5 separate regions of the Mus musculus genome follow, and all the other regions are linked to region 4. Evidence: chromatin contacts called from public promoter capture Hi-C data. All regions are on one chromosome and are shown on one strand. The core of a region is the stretch at or near the end of the contact, and the rest is flanking DNA. Distances in the headings are between cores, read along the strand shown.

The links. Promoter capture Hi-C pulls out the DNA fragments that hold promoters and counts their contacts.
Region 1: a promoter capture Hi-C map of liver shows a contact between it and region 4, with 5 times the contacts expected there. The contact joins the enhancer-like site here to the promoter of Leprotl1 in region 4. A contact is called at or near these places in 9 of 39 promoter capture datasets (the C10 cell line, cranial neural crest, embryonic stem cells and 3 more), 6 of 115 datasets of contacts at active chromatin or transcription factors (acute myeloid leukemia, astrocytes, embryonic stem cells and 1 more) and 2 of 9 other capture datasets (liver and pancreatic islet).
Region 2: a promoter capture Hi-C map of liver shows a contact between it and region 4, with 3 times the contacts expected there. The contact joins the enhancer-like site here to the promoter of Leprotl1 in region 4. A contact is called at or near these places in 4 of 39 promoter capture datasets (hippocampal neurons, liver and stem cell-derived epiblast-like cells) and 3 of 115 datasets of contacts at active chromatin or transcription factors (astrocytes, cardiomyocytes and stem cell-derived neural progenitor cells).
Region 3: a promoter capture Hi-C map of hippocampal neurons shows a contact between it and region 4, with 6 times the contacts expected there. The contact joins the enhancer-like site here to the promoter of Leprotl1 in region 4. A contact is called at or near these places in 4 of 39 promoter capture datasets (the C10 cell line, cranial neural crest, embryonic stem cells and 1 more), 8 of 115 datasets of contacts at active chromatin or transcription factors (astrocytes, bone marrow-derived macrophages, embryonic basal ganglia and 4 more) and 2 of 9 other capture datasets (liver and macrophages).
Region 5: a promoter capture Hi-C map of embryonic stem cells shows a contact between it and region 4, with 5 times the contacts expected there. The contact joins the promoter of Ppp1r3b here to the promoter of Leprotl1 in region 4. A contact is called at or near these places in 6 of 39 promoter capture datasets (the C10 cell line, embryonic stem cells, hippocampal neurons and 2 more), 2 of 484 Hi-C or Micro-C datasets (Th1 cells and bone marrow-derived macrophages), 8 of 115 datasets of contacts at active chromatin or transcription factors (astrocytes, embryonic hindbrain, embryonic stem cells and 4 more) and 2 of 9 other capture datasets (liver and macrophages).

What each region holds. Positions count from the first base shown.
Region 1 is chr8:35,192,418-35,195,175 of GRCm38.p6, reverse strand. No RefSeq gene overlaps it. Among named protein-coding and RNA genes, the nearest start is that of Gm34474, 25 kb to the left of the region's middle. Within about 2 kb of position 1,260, at least 23 of the 459 cell types and tissues checked have an H3K27ac peak or open chromatin away from gene starts, as enhancers often do. A contact at or near this core is called in liver and pancreatic islet, where this site is marked.
Region 2 is chr8:35,289,311-35,292,010 of GRCm38.p6, reverse strand. No RefSeq gene overlaps it. Among named protein-coding and RNA genes, the nearest start is that of Gm34647, 29 kb to the right of the region's middle. Within about 2 kb of position 1,325, at least 9 of the 459 cell types and tissues checked have an H3K27ac peak or open chromatin away from gene starts, as enhancers often do. A contact at or near this core is called in liver, where this site is marked.
Region 3 is chr8:35,158,204-35,160,903 of GRCm38.p6, reverse strand. No RefSeq gene overlaps it. Among named protein-coding and RNA genes, the nearest start is that of Gm34474, 59 kb to the left of the region's middle. Within about 2 kb of position 1,368, at least 32 of the 459 cell types and tissues checked have an H3K27ac peak or open chromatin away from gene starts, as enhancers often do. A contact at or near this core is called in bone marrow-derived macrophages and hippocampal neurons, where this site is marked.
Region 4 is chr8:34,145,346-34,148,087 of GRCm38.p6, reverse strand. Leprotl1 (leptin receptor overlapping transcript-like 1) reads left to right here and starts at 1,349. Exons shown (of 4, transcript NM_026609.2): 1 at 1,349-1,403. The coding sequence starts at 1,388.
Region 5 is chr8:35,375,245-35,378,025 of GRCm38.p6, reverse strand. Ppp1r3b (protein phosphatase 1, regulatory subunit 3B) reads right to left here and starts at 1,364. Exons shown (of 2, transcript NM_001364452.1): 1 at 1,273-1,364.

The DNA of each region.
Region 1 (2,758 bases), core at 11-2,510, 1.0 Mb before region 4:
TGGTTTGTTATGCAACCACCTGCTAAGACTGAGAGGTAGGCAAAATGTACATCCATTAAGCCACTCCTCCCTCGCTTGCTCACCGTGAGCATCACAAATATGCGGGGACTCTCCAGTCCTGACTCCCTGCGACCCCCCACCTCCAGGACAAGGGCATCAGTATATCCTCCCACTCCCAATCAGCCAATGGGCTTTTAGAGCTATCTCTCCAAGAGAGCATGACCACACATGTAAAGAAAGGGCAAATTCACCCACTGCTGAGTCCCAGGAAGAACCTGCCCCAAGGGAAAACCATGCAGAGAATGGCCACGGGGAGGCAAATCTCAGTTCTGGTCTAGGTGATGGGAAAACATTCTGTATGCTCAAAAGGCTTTCCCAGATGTTAAGGACTAGCTGTTTCATTTGAAAGCTGAGCCTGTAACATCTAGGTAGCAGTCAGAGAGATCTTAGTCTGTAAACATATTTATGCTTACGCAGGCATGATCATCTCCTGCCGTCTGGTGCTGGTTTGCCTTTCTGTGAAGAGCCATAATAATGAGGTCTCTAAATAGTCTGGACACAGTAAAGGGCGCCAAACAGCCCAGTGCCCCACCCCCACCCGACCCTGCTGTCTGCTGAGATCTCTGTGCTAGAACTGGGTGCTTCCAGCCTGAGCTCTCTCTGTATCTGCTTCCTGACCCACCAGGATGTGAGCAAGCCACCTTCCCGCTGCAACAGACAGATACCACCATGAAGCTATGAATGGAATAAATCCTTCCTCCCTGGAGTTGTCCTGGGGATGAGAAGAACCATGAATGAATGCGTGATAAGTTCCTTTGAAACTGCGACTTCGGGCAAGAAACAAGACATGGCACGGGGGGGGGGGGGGGGGTAGGGACCCTTAGTGGTGCAGAAGTTTACAACATCTTTTCTCCTTTTCTCCCATCTGAGACTGCTCAGAGGGGCCTCTCTGTTCCATGCCTTTCCACTTTTAGCATCCGTTGATCTGTGAAAGCTGGTATAGGGAATGTTTGCCATATGCAGAGATGTTTTGTTGACCTGGGTCCAGTCTCTGTGGACTCCAAGCAGCAGGAAGCTCCAGGTGTGTTGAAAGGGCCAAAGAAGCTTGCCAAGGAAGCTGAGACTCCCAGAGGCTCAGAGCCAGGCTTTTTTTATTTTTTATTTTTTTGTCAGTTGGAAGGCTTCCACAGAGATCAGTGAACACAAAGGCCACCCCCGAGCCAGAGAGTGAGCATGAATTGAGTTCCACCAGATGGAGCCAGCATTCCTAGTGGCTTAGCATGCATTGCCTTGTAGAGGCTGAGCTGAGAACTGCCAAGTATCCTTGTGAGCTCCACACTCTTGCAAGTCAGAGGCCAGGCAGGAGCCACACCTGGGAGTGGGAAAGGGACATGAGATTACTAGCCCACATTTCATTGGTATCTCTCAACACCCTCGGTTTGTTCCCTCCTGCTTCTGTTGTATGAACATCACCACCTCATGGACAGACCTCCTCACTACAGATAACCCTAATTAGTCCCCCGCAAACACATACATACAATCGCTGTTTAGCTATTTCAACCTTGTAGGCCTGTGGGGTTCAGAGACTAGGCCAGTTGAAACAACATATCCATGAGTGTATAAACCCTTTAGACCTATAATGCATCCTATAACATGTGTACATACAGTGTTTATATTTTATTTGTATATTATCCATATACAAAATAAGGGTGCTACATGAGATATGTACAGAGAAGATAGATGTGTTCGCATGTAATTGTATAGATTCAGATAACTCATACTCAGTGTCTATTTTTATTTGTTTAGATATATAAATATATAACTTAATATAACACACAAAAGTCTATTTTATTTAAATATTTAACTGCATCATTCTTTAAATAGAAATATATATTTATTAAGATATTATACAGATGTTATATCTTGGGCTATCTGTAGGTCCATGCTGACATGGTCCTTTCTTTTCATAAATATCTCAGACTACTGATTTCACAGTTATTTTCCCTGTCTTTGATGTATAAAATATACCCTATGTCAAAGGGATAAAAATTCAGCCCCTAGGCTTCACAGTTGGATCAGTAAAAAGGGCACATGGTAGCCACTTAGTAATAGATATAGGATACCCAGCCTAGGCTTGGCATTTAATATGTGATTTAGTGCACAGATTTAGTATGTGGTGCTAGGAGGGTGGTGGGGCTGGTGGGTGATGAAGCTGAAATTATTATGTGAAACTGTGACCCTAAAGAGGTCAGTGTGTTCAGTGGCTATCATCCTGAGGAAAATTCTTGTACTAGTCACCTTTCTGGTCTCCTGGACAGAACACTTGTGCTATTGTGAAGAGACACCATGACCAAAGGAACGCTTTTAAAAGAAAAGCATTTAGTTAGAGGCTTGTTTACCGTTTCAGAGATTTAGTCCATTATCATCACAGTGGGATTATGGCAGCTGGCAGGAATGGTGCTGGAGCAGGAGCTAAGAGCTGCATTCTGATCCACAGGCAGAGAGGGGGAGGGGAAGGGAGAGGGGGAGGAGGAGGGGAAAGGAGGAGAGGGGTAGGGGAAGGAGAGGAGGAGGGAGATGGGGAGGGGGAGGGAGAGGGAAGGGCTCACACCCAGTGACATACTCCCTCTGACAAGGCCACGTCTAGTCCAACAAGGCCACACCTCCTAATCCTTCTAATCTTTCTCATATAGTGCCCCTAACACAGTGTAACTAAACATTCAAATCTTTGAGCCAATGGGGATGATTCTTATTCAAA
Region 2 (2,700 bases), core at 76-2,575, 1.1 Mb before region 4:
TGAGACGAAAGGATGGACCATCTAGAGACTGCCACACCTGGGGATTCATCCCATAATCAGCCTCCAAACACTGACACCATTGCATATACCAGCAAAATTTTGCTGAAAGGATCCTGATATGGCTGTCTCTTGTGAGGCTATGCCGGTGCCTAGCAAACACAGAAGTGGATGCTCACAGTCAGCTATTGGATGGATCACAGGGACCCCAATGGAGGAGCTAGAGAAAGTATCCAAAGAGCTAAAGGAGTCCTCAACCCTATAGGTGGAACAACAATATGAACTAACCAATACCCCGGAGCTCATGTCTCTAGCTGCATATGTAGTAGAAGATGGCCTAGTTGGCCATCATTGGGAAGAGAGGCCCCTTGGTCTTACAAACTTTATATGCCTCAGTACAGGGGAACGCCAGGGCCAAGAAGTGGGTGGGTAGGGGGTTGAGGGGGAGAGGGTATGGGGGACTTTTGGGATAGCATTTGAAATGTAAATGAAGAAAATACCTAATTAAAAAATATTTTTAAAAAGTGTTTAATAGCAGCTGTTTTCTACTGTACCATAACAAATTATCACACACTTAATGGCTTGAAACGACACAAATATCTTTACGGGCCCAGAGATCAGATGTCTAAATGAGTCTTGTTTAATACAAGGTTGCAGTGAGCTCTGAGCTCTTGAGGAGATCTTCTTTCCTGACCCATCCAGCTCCTAAAGGGACACTCAGCTTCTTAGTGTGCACCCGTTCTTCTGCCTTCCAGGAGGGTGGCACCTGAAAATCCCTCACCCCAATGCTGCCTTCATGACTGTCTCTCCTCTCCTGACTCTAACCCTCCCATCTGTCCCTTTCTTATAGCAAGCTGTGATAGCTCAGATCTTAATTGTATCCCAAATATCCAGCCAGTAAAATGTTGTCCCCAGCGTGGTGCTGTTGGAAGGCGGTAAAACTGTTTAGAGGCTTCCATGAGTGTTTAAGTCACTGAGGAGTGTGTGCCCTTGAAGGAGATCCTGAGATCCCGGGGTCCTTGTCCCTCTTCATGCTAATCAGGAGGGAAGCTATGTTGCTCTGCCACACTGCTGTACTTCTCTTATGATATATTGCTTCGACACAGACCCAAAGCGCAGACTCGAACCTCTGAACCTGTGGCCATAATATAGCCTCCTTTATTTCGAATACCTCAGGGGTCTGTTACAGTCCCTGAAGATGAACAGGTCCTGTTTCCTGGCAGTTTCCCGGATCCCAGTCCAGCAGCAACAGCCAATTTCAAGTCCTGTAAGTCGATTGCCTTTGCCAGGTCCCTGTGTCCTTTTGTCCTGTGAGGTAGCATAGCCACCCGTTCCAGGAGTAAGAGATAGTCATTTCTCACTGTAATCCGGGCCACAGGGTTTTCAGTCTATCATGACTATCGCCTTCCTAGAGATATTTGTTCTGATTTGTGATTAGAAACCTCTGTCTCTGGGCCCAGATTGTACTATCACATAAAATCCATTAGAGGTCCAAGTGTAACCAGCCATCAAACTAGGTTCAAAAGTCCCCCAGGGAAACATATGAGGTTAGACCCGGGGCAAGCATGGAGATGCTGTTTCTGGGTGGTCAACCCGAAATAAGAAGCTAACCTTCTGCCTGAATCCCTTAAGCCTTAAAGCTGCTGGAACCTTCCTTAGTTTACATACACATGAAGCTGAAGGCATCCGACGGCTGAATTATAAGGTAGGTGTCACACCACACTAAGTCAAGACTGAATTTCTGCTCAGTTCCTAAGAAGTCTGGACTTTCTCTGAGTCCAAGCCAACAAAGGCCGCCTGTCAGCCCTGCACTCTCAAGCAAAGGCCTCCCCTCCCCCCACCCAAAAGGTGTTGCTTGCAGTACTGGCACATTGTGTGTGTGTGTGTGTGTGTGTGTGTGTGAGAACTGACCTTATTTTAGAATGGAAAAAAACCACCGCTCAGTATACTTTTAGATAAGAATGGTCATATGACTTGTTATTTAGGCCAAAGTCTTTCCTCTCATTTTCTTATATAATCAAATCACATAGAGTTGAATTCTGAAACTAGGAAAGAGACAACTGACCGCTAAAGTCTCTGGCCAGCTCTCAAGGTTGGGATGAACTTTCTGAAAAATCAAAACAAAACAAAATAAAACAAAACATTTTTTTCACCCTTTGTTTCATATAGAAATCTTAAATTCCCTCCTTTAATCACACGGTTCTCCAAGGTGCTACTGTATGTATGTATCCTTTGGAAATATTGACTTCTTACCCTCCTCCCCCAGTGTGCTCACTCAGAGATTAATTCTCCTAACTCATTTGACTTCACCGTTTGTGATGATAATGGTCAGAGGTGTGGAGCCGGGTCCCTGGTCTTCTTGGGTTTATGAATTACAACAAGGAGACTGAAGTGCGTCTCAGTCTCAAAAGCAGGGTCTATTGAAGCCGAGCTCTTTGATGTTCGACTGCACAATGAAAACCTTGTAAAGGGACGCAGGATCTGGGAGGGTGGACATTTAAGCTCACGCCAGGGACAAGAACGAGAGCATTGTTTGGCCCCAGCAGAGGACAGGTGGCTCTCAGTGAAGTCCACAGTAGTGGGGGTATGGACGAGAGAAGGGTTTCTGGGGGATTTGTTTGACAGTCTACATTAGCCCTACACACTGTGTGACAGGCCAGTAGACACGAGGTCTCTTCCGGCCACAGTTTCCACCCGTGACAG
Region 3 (2,700 bases), core at 119-2,618, 1.0 Mb before region 4:
TTCCTGTAACAGCTGGAAAGAAACAATAGCAGATCTCCATTGTAGTCCAGACTCCTTAAAGGACCAGCTGCAGTGCAGCTAGAGTTACAAGCAGTAGTGAGCTGTTCAGTATGGATTCAGGGAACCAAACCCAGATGCTTTGGACGAGCAGCAAACATCCTTAACTGCTGAGCCATCTCTCCAGGCGCCCTCGCTTTTTTAACGGCAGCCAGTCTCATGTAGCCCAGGCTAACCCCTAACTCATTACATGGCTGAGGGTGATCTTAAACGTCTGACCCTCCTCCCTCTAGCTCCTGGTATCAACATTAGTCTTTTCTCCGGAAGAGTATCGCTATTGTACAAACCCAGGCAATACAAAAACCGCAACATTCCGTGAGAGCTAGAGCCCAAGGTAAGGGTGGCGCGCTCCAGAAGGGGCGTGGGTGTTTGCCTATGGAGCAGCCTGCACTGGCCACTCCCCCAGCAAATCCCAGCCAGGCCGCCGGTTCTCTCTGAGCCCGGCTCCAAGGCAGTGCTGGTGAGCAGCTTGTCATGATGGGAACATGTCTCATTCCTTTCTGTCACGGTCAGATGCTCAACAGTTTCCTGGGATTTGGAGCAAGTTGTTCACGTTCTTGACTGATTGCTCATCTGTTAGAAAGATTCAGGGGAGGGCCCCAAGATTGCTGGCAAAGACTGACCCTAGAGGAGGAAGCAAAAGTCATGGCTATCCAACTGCCCAGAGTAGTAGCTCTCAGCCTTCGTAATGCTGCAACCCTTTAATACAATTCCTCATGTTGTGGTGACATCCCATCCCCACCCCGCCTATGACATTATTTCTGTCGCTACTTCGTAACTGTAATTTTTCTTCTGTTATGAATCATAATGTAATGTCTAATATCCAGGATATCTGATATTCAAGGCCTGTGAAAGATGATTGGATGGCCAAGGGGGTCGTATCCTTTCTGAGGCTAACGGGAGGGGGTGGGGATGAGAGGGAGGGGCTAGGAAGAGAGGTGGGAGGGGAAGCTTCGATCTAAATGTTAATCAATAACTTAATCAATTTTAAAAAGAAAAAGAAAAGAAAAGGCCGTTCTATTGATGAGCACTGTGCTCTGTGGTCACCACAATCTGGACACATCTTGTTGGTTGGATCCCTAGTTGGCAAGGTCATGTGCAGGGTAAATTCAGACACACGTCTTTTCCAGAGTGAGCACCGGGGTGGGGGCGGAGGGTCCTGGGAAGACAGAGAGTTCTTCGGCTACCTACATTCTTTAAAAATCTACTAGTTTTGCCCAATGATTTGGTCAGCCTTGACCAAAGAAGCATTTTTTAAGGGAAATTTCACTCCTACATCCACTTCCAAAGTAATGTTCCTGCTGTCCACCAGGGGGCGATTGAAACGCGGCCCCGAAATCAGAACCAGGAGGCGCTGTGAGTCTGAAGGGAAAGCAGCAGCAGGAAATAGGTGGCTTTACGCAGTGATTCTTGTAACAAAACTCACCAACCAACCCTCTTAACTTTTCTAGGATTCTCTGGTTAGGTTTCCACTCTGGTGCTGTAGGGGTAGATGTTACTGCTCCCCGACGTGATCCAGAAAGGCCAAACTCTCTCTCTCTCTCTCTCTCTCTCTCTCTCTCTCTCTCTCTCTCTCTCTCTCTCTCTCTCTCTCTCTCTCTCTCTCTCTCTCTCTCTCTCTCTCTCTCTCTCTCCTCTACCGCACAGAGTGTTTCCACCCTGCTACCGAATTGCCTCGATATTCGGTGGATTATGGCATCAATCTGAGCCGTGCACAAGGTCAAAGAACTTGGTGGCTTCTTGCTCGAAGTATGGGCAGGTACAGCATTCATTTCACAAGCAAGCAGCCACTGTCTTACAGGGCTCATGCAGCCAAACCGTGCCTTTTTCTTGAGTAGGACCAGCCCTCAGACACTGCTCTGCCCGGTCGCCATCTTCTCGTCACTGTGTGTCACTAAGAAATGGGTCATCTTTGCTGTTAGAGTAATTTTGTTTCTGGTTGAAAAAATTGTAGCATGCATATGTTTCCAAGGCTGGGACATAGTCAGTGAAGAGGAAGACCAGGAGAAAGCGCAGACTAGAGCAGCAGTTTTATCTGACCCTGCTTGGTTCAGGCTACTGAATTGAGTGAGGCTCTGCATCCGTAGGCTCTGCATTCTAAATTAGAATGATCTGGTCCTTTGGAAGTTCCTAGGATTTGAGAGGTGACTTAGTAACCATCTCTGACCTCTCTGGGGGCTGGCTCACTGGTACCCAGCTTCCAAATCCTAACAGTGAGGTAGAAGCAAGCTCAAGACTTACTTTACTCTGCCTGTCGACTTCCCAGTTGGTATAAGCCAGGCATTCCGACAGAAACCCATCACTCCTCGTGGTTTGTCTGTGGAGCTAGGTAAGTAGGCTTTTGTGAGCTGGCCTTGGGAGCTTGCCCATTATGTGTAATTTCAGAGCTGTGGGATACGAAGCTCACATTCTAAATGACTGCCTCACTGGCTTTTAGAATTTTCCTGAAATGAGTATATTGCTGATTGTGAACAACCTGGGTCGTTTTTTGGTTTTGTTTTGTTTTCTGTAAATGACCAGAAATGGGCTGAGAGAGAGTTGGGGGTAAATCAGAATATTTCTGAACGGCAGAATCCATCTCTTTGTGAAGAAGGCTGACATGCCTCGGGAAGGGAAGCGGGGTCATGCTGGTTCTTAAATGAT
Region 4 (2,742 bases), core at 100-2,599:
TTCCATCTGCCCCCCAACACACACACACACACACACAAACAACCCAACTTTGTCTTTCCATTAAAAGAGTCCTGTCAGATCAAACCAAAGGACTATTTCCCATGTCTTCTATTTCCTAGATATTTCTAGGATAGAGGTTGTCTCTGCCTTCTTAGATTCAACAGAGGAGACCTACATATTAGCAGCTGTAAGGCCTATTAAAGGGGAGAGTGTATTTTACAGGCTGTATTTTACAGGCTTAGCAAGGTTCCGAATAAAGGAAAACACAACCGGCTAGGTCTGGGAGCCCATAAGGCATTTTAACAAAAGGCAATACGCTGTGGGAAAGCAACTAAATGGAAGAAATTTGGGCTTTCAGGGGAAAACTAAGGGAGATAAAGGCTATTTCTGTAACATTTCTACAAACTCCAATTGCGGCTGCTTACAGAGACATCTGTCTCTTCCTCAGAAATGAAAATATTTACACATGGGAAATTTTGTGTTGCAAATATCTTCTCATGTAACACAGGAAAGGAAGTTCCGGCTACCTTTACAAGGAGAAACTTAAATCGGTCTGATTTTGTACAGAAAAGGAGCGCAGCCAATTCCCCTTCTATGTCTCTCTCTTTTTTAAAATTGATTTCAGCTACAGTCATCTTTCCGCCGCCCCAGTGGTATATTTTGGAGTGCAGATGGATCCCTCTTGCTATCCATTATCTTCGTCGCACTTTTGTTCTCTTTTGAGTATTTTCTCTTTCTAGTCTGCAAACAACCCGAGGGCAGAAACTACACCTGGTTTTGTTCATCCCAACGCCTACCCGGTTCCCCAGCATATGCTATGTGGGAAGCTTACATAAATATATAGGATCTCTGCGGGGCGCCCCCCCCCCCACTTCCCCATCCTTTTTGTCACCAAGACTGAAAAGCTCTCCGACTCCCAAGAGGAAGCATCTTTATGTTCACATTATGACTCGTTGACTCCCTGCGGGGGTGGAGGGGACCTCATGGGATCTGTGTTAGGAACCCAAGGAGAGAAGCAGAGACCACCCATCTCACGTGTCACAGACTGGGTGGTGGGAGGAGAAATGGGCTCGCGGGGCAGAAAGTGAGGCGATCCCGCAAAGACATCGCCCGCATCTTCACGAGCTCCGCACGCTCTCTTCTCGAGACCGCGGGGACTCCGGGCCGGAGCTGCCCCGCACGTCCCCAGCTGGCCCCCCTCAGCCGCGGAAGGAAGGACGCCGGCCCGGCCCGGCCCGGCCTCGCGCGCCCCCACGCCCCCGCGCGAGCCGCCGGCGGAAGTGCAGCGGGGTGCACTTCCGGGTGTTGTCTGGCCGCCGCCGCCGCCGCGCGTCTCGGGTCTCCCGGCCACCGCCCGGGTCGTGGAGCCAGGAGCGACGTCACCGCCATGGCGGGCATCAAAGGTGGGCCTGGGCCGCGGGGCCGGGGCCGTAGGGATGGGGCGGGGCGGCGTGGGGACGACCCAGCCGGGCTCCTCCGGCGGTGGCGCTCCGCCCCTGGACCAGAACGGGGCAACCCGGCCACCGACGCGGTCTGCGCGAGTTTGCACCCAGAGACATTGAGGGCTGCGATCGGGAGGAATGCCCGGCACGGCAAACCAGTGTGGTTTCCCACCCGAGGCACGAACGCGCCCGTCTCCCAAACCCGGGCTCTGCATCCGCTCCCGGGATCGCGGTGCACAGGCTTTCCCTGCCTCTTAAATCGAATGCATCTTTGGTGTTTTTAAGGTGCAGTAGAGCCCGGATGCTAACCCAGAGTGCTCCTGGCTTCCTTTCCCCCACAAGTGCACGTTGACACTTTGTAGTTGTGATTTTTTTTTTTTTTTAAGAAGAAAGGTAACGAACACCTTGATGAAAGGTTACTTGTCTATTGGTGTGTTTTCTTCAGAGAGAACGGGATGTTGCATTCTTTGAAGACAGGGAACTTGGCTCAGTAGTAGTCTTGCCCCTGGGGTTAGAAGCAAAGTTTTGTATTTACTTATCAGCGGATCACTTTGATTTCCTGACCTGCTTTGTAGAAGAGATAACCTAGTTGGAAGTAAAAACAGTTGGATAGTGGTGCTTCCACCTCGCTGGTAAGGGCGACTTTGGCTGAGCTTTTTCCCTGGTTCACGTTTTTTCTGGTGTCTTGTTTATTTTCGGTGCCTAAAAAAAAAAAAGATGTTATTTCTCGTATAGAACCTTGTCATCTGAGCAACTAGGACACTTTCGGATCTCTTTTTGAGCTATAATAGACCCTTTCAAGTTCTAACGTGGATGGAAGTTACTGTAAAGTGCTGTTCTTTTTAGGATGTTGCCTGCGTTTCTCTACCCACCTGCGGTGTCATTAATGAGGGACTCTTTAAAAAAAGAAAACAGTTTTTATGGTTCTCCAAATCTGGATAATGTTAATCCTGGTGACAGTGACTGGGGGGGGGGGTAATTTTACTTTTTAAAGATTTCAGTGCCTTTTAAAGTTACAGGTTGCTTATCAAGATATTTCTTCCTGTTGGCCTTTAGATTGCCCTTAAGTAAGGAGTATTGCTGTAAAGACCATTACATATTTCTTGAGCCAGTTGCCTGCTACTCTGTGATACATTATATTTTCTGCTAACTCCCAGGCCGGGGAACTTGACCCCTTCACCTCTGTCTTTGTAGTCCATCTTTAGAGAATTTTTGCTAGGTAATTGGGCTGTTCCATCCCTGGCCCAGAGGCTTTGGAAGTAGAAACCACACTCCTCTCTGTTTCATTTTCCGAGTGTTG
Region 5 (2,781 bases), core at 115-2,614, 1.2 Mb before region 4:
AGCGACACAGGACCTGGACACAGTTGCAGGACAGGATCCCAGGAGCCTAAGGAGCTGTTTCCCAAGAACAATCACACACCCTGCTTTCACGTGGGTGCCTCAGAAGTCAACTGCCTCTGAAGAGAGCTTGGGCCAGGTTTGGGACGCTTGCAGAAATACCTTCTGTGTCCTACTGAAATAATGTGGTCTTTCAAGATGCTGCCAGCCTTAGAAGGCCAGTAATATTTCTTTTAAGCTTGACAAGTCTGAACAGAAAAACAAAAACAAAAAACCAAAAAAAAAAAAAAAAACCAAAAACCAAAAAAAACAAAAAACAAAACAAAACAAAACAAAACAAAAAAAACCAAAACCCACAACCTGCCTAGCTTCAGGCAGTTGAGCGACTGAGTTTCTGACTGAGACCTTCTTTCTGCAACTCTTCCTCGCTGATGTCAAAACCAAGTTAACAATAACCCACCGCAACACTACATTAGATAAATATCCTCAACCAATTCAAGACACCACCATCCACTCCTCCCCCCCCCTTTCAGCAAATCTCGGTTCTCTCCCCAAATGTCTAGCTGATACTTTTATATGTATGAAGTTGACATTGGCCCCCTTTTGTATACAGACCCTAATTATTACAGTTTTAATGTATACACCCCTCAATCCTTGAAGAGAAATGTTTTTGAATAGGGCCGCATAATGAGCAGTCAGGTAGCTTTGAATGAGGCAGCCCACACCAGCTAATAAGGGCCAAAGACAGCAAGAAGCTCAGGCCTAAGAAGGCCTCTGCCCAGCTGAGCTTTAACAAACGAAGAACTCTCCGGGTTTAAGGGTTTCTTCTGAGGTCACTTGCAGCTTTGACCTTCAAGGTTGCTAATAGGGCCCCGATGCTTCTCTTTCTACTAACTTTCCCCTAAATGGCCCTAGTTTACTTCAGCTGTCTCTACTTTCTCCCTGGCTCCTGGACGTTCTTGCCAAAGGGACCAGTTCCTTCCCTGCCTAGGCTGAAGAAGCCTTTCTTTCTCCTGGACCCGCAAGCTGAGACAGGGCCACATTCCAGCAACTCTGCAAGTTCCCCCACTCAAGTCTTTTTCAACTTTCTCTGTTTCCCCGTGGGCCTGCCATCCCCTGTTCTGAAGCTGCCGTCCGGTTCAGAGCCTCTCCTCTGGGTTCAAAACGGTAGCTGTGAACAAGTCCCTGGGGGAAGGTCAGCGAGTCCCCATCCCACCAGACACAGGGTGTGCCTGCACCCGCCCTCGCCCCAGCTTAGACTGGGTCTGCACCTACCTCTCCCGGCGGCGCCGCAGCCGGGGCCGCTGCTCGCTGGCCTCATGGGAGAGCCTGAGAGAAGTGTCAGGGTTGATTGCTGCCACTGAACTACGTGAGCGTCGGGGTGTCCCGGGGGTAGGGCCTGGGCTTAGTTCCCGGAGACGAACAAGGAGGAGGAGCCCAAGTTATCACATCAGGGCGGGACCTGGCGGCGGGACAGCCCAGATGGGGGCAGCGCCTCGCGAGCACCCCCACGCGGGCTGCCCCGTTCCCGGGTGGAGCTCGCCTCGAGCCCATTGCCTTCCGAGACCCGAGACGACACAGCGTGTGCCTCTTGCCTGTGTGCAGCAAAAGGAGATCTGAACCTAAGTGGGGAGTAGTAGGGACTGGTCCGCACTACTTGATGGAGTCAGGGCTGGGACACGGGTTTCTCGCGTCTATTTCGTAACGGGAAACTGAAGCCCCGGGAGCTTGTATTTGGACTCCAGATTCTGCCACAAAAAACTAGAATTATCTTCCAAAGTGTCACATCTCAGGTTGGGGATGTGCCACGTTAGGACTCGAGACATCCTTTCTGTTCAGGACACGTTTCGCAGGCTAACTCGCTTAGGGATCTCGGGGGTCCCCTCTAGGCTCCATCCCAGCTCCGGTGCCTGAGATGTTTCTGCACGCTGAAGCGACAAGCCACCCGAGCCCAGCTAGGGGATTCTACTACCTGGGAGTCAGTGTTAGTGGGACAAATGGTAAGTGTCGGAGAACTCCCCCGCGTGCCCCTCACCGCAGATTTCCTGGCTCTGGACCTTGAACTAGAGGCTTGAGGAGGTACGTACCCGGTACCACTCTTGAGTACGGAGGGGAGACCCTTCAGCCCGCCCCACCATCTGAGCTGGGTGACAGTGACAGCAACCACGACGGCAAAAGTGGGGCAGGCACTCGGCTTGGTCCACGCAACAGCAGCCCTCTCACCTGCTCACTGGATTGCAGCACTCTGGATTCCAGCTCCAGCAATCTGTGGCTCACTTTAACTTTCCAGCCACCTCTCCCCACTAAGGGTGCTATCCAAGACCACCTTACCCCCACCCCCACGTGAACGCAGGACTCAGCCAATGAGCTTCCGGGACATGAGCCGCAGACCAATAGCTACACTTGGGGCGAACAGCACTCTACCACGTGATCTGCAGTGTGTGGCGAGTGACAGGGCTGGAGTCCAGGATCTGGGAAGGGGACAGCGGGTCACAATTTCATCAGGAACCGGGGTACCCATGCCAAGGGGTGGAGGCGATTTCCTACGGTAGAAGGTCCGGCTGTAGAGAGACGGACTGAGGAGCACAGGCTGTGTGCAAAGTTCCCCACTGCTAACAAAGTTCTAGCTAGATGGTAGACTCCCAAGTGTGGAAGGCAGTGTTGTCTTTCCTTTGGCCCCTCCTTCTCCCGCCCTCTTAGGACAAAAAGCCCCAGGGTTCACAGATGGCCATGACCTTCTCAGAATGCCCAGAAGCAAGTGTTCTCTCCCCATTTTGATTTTAT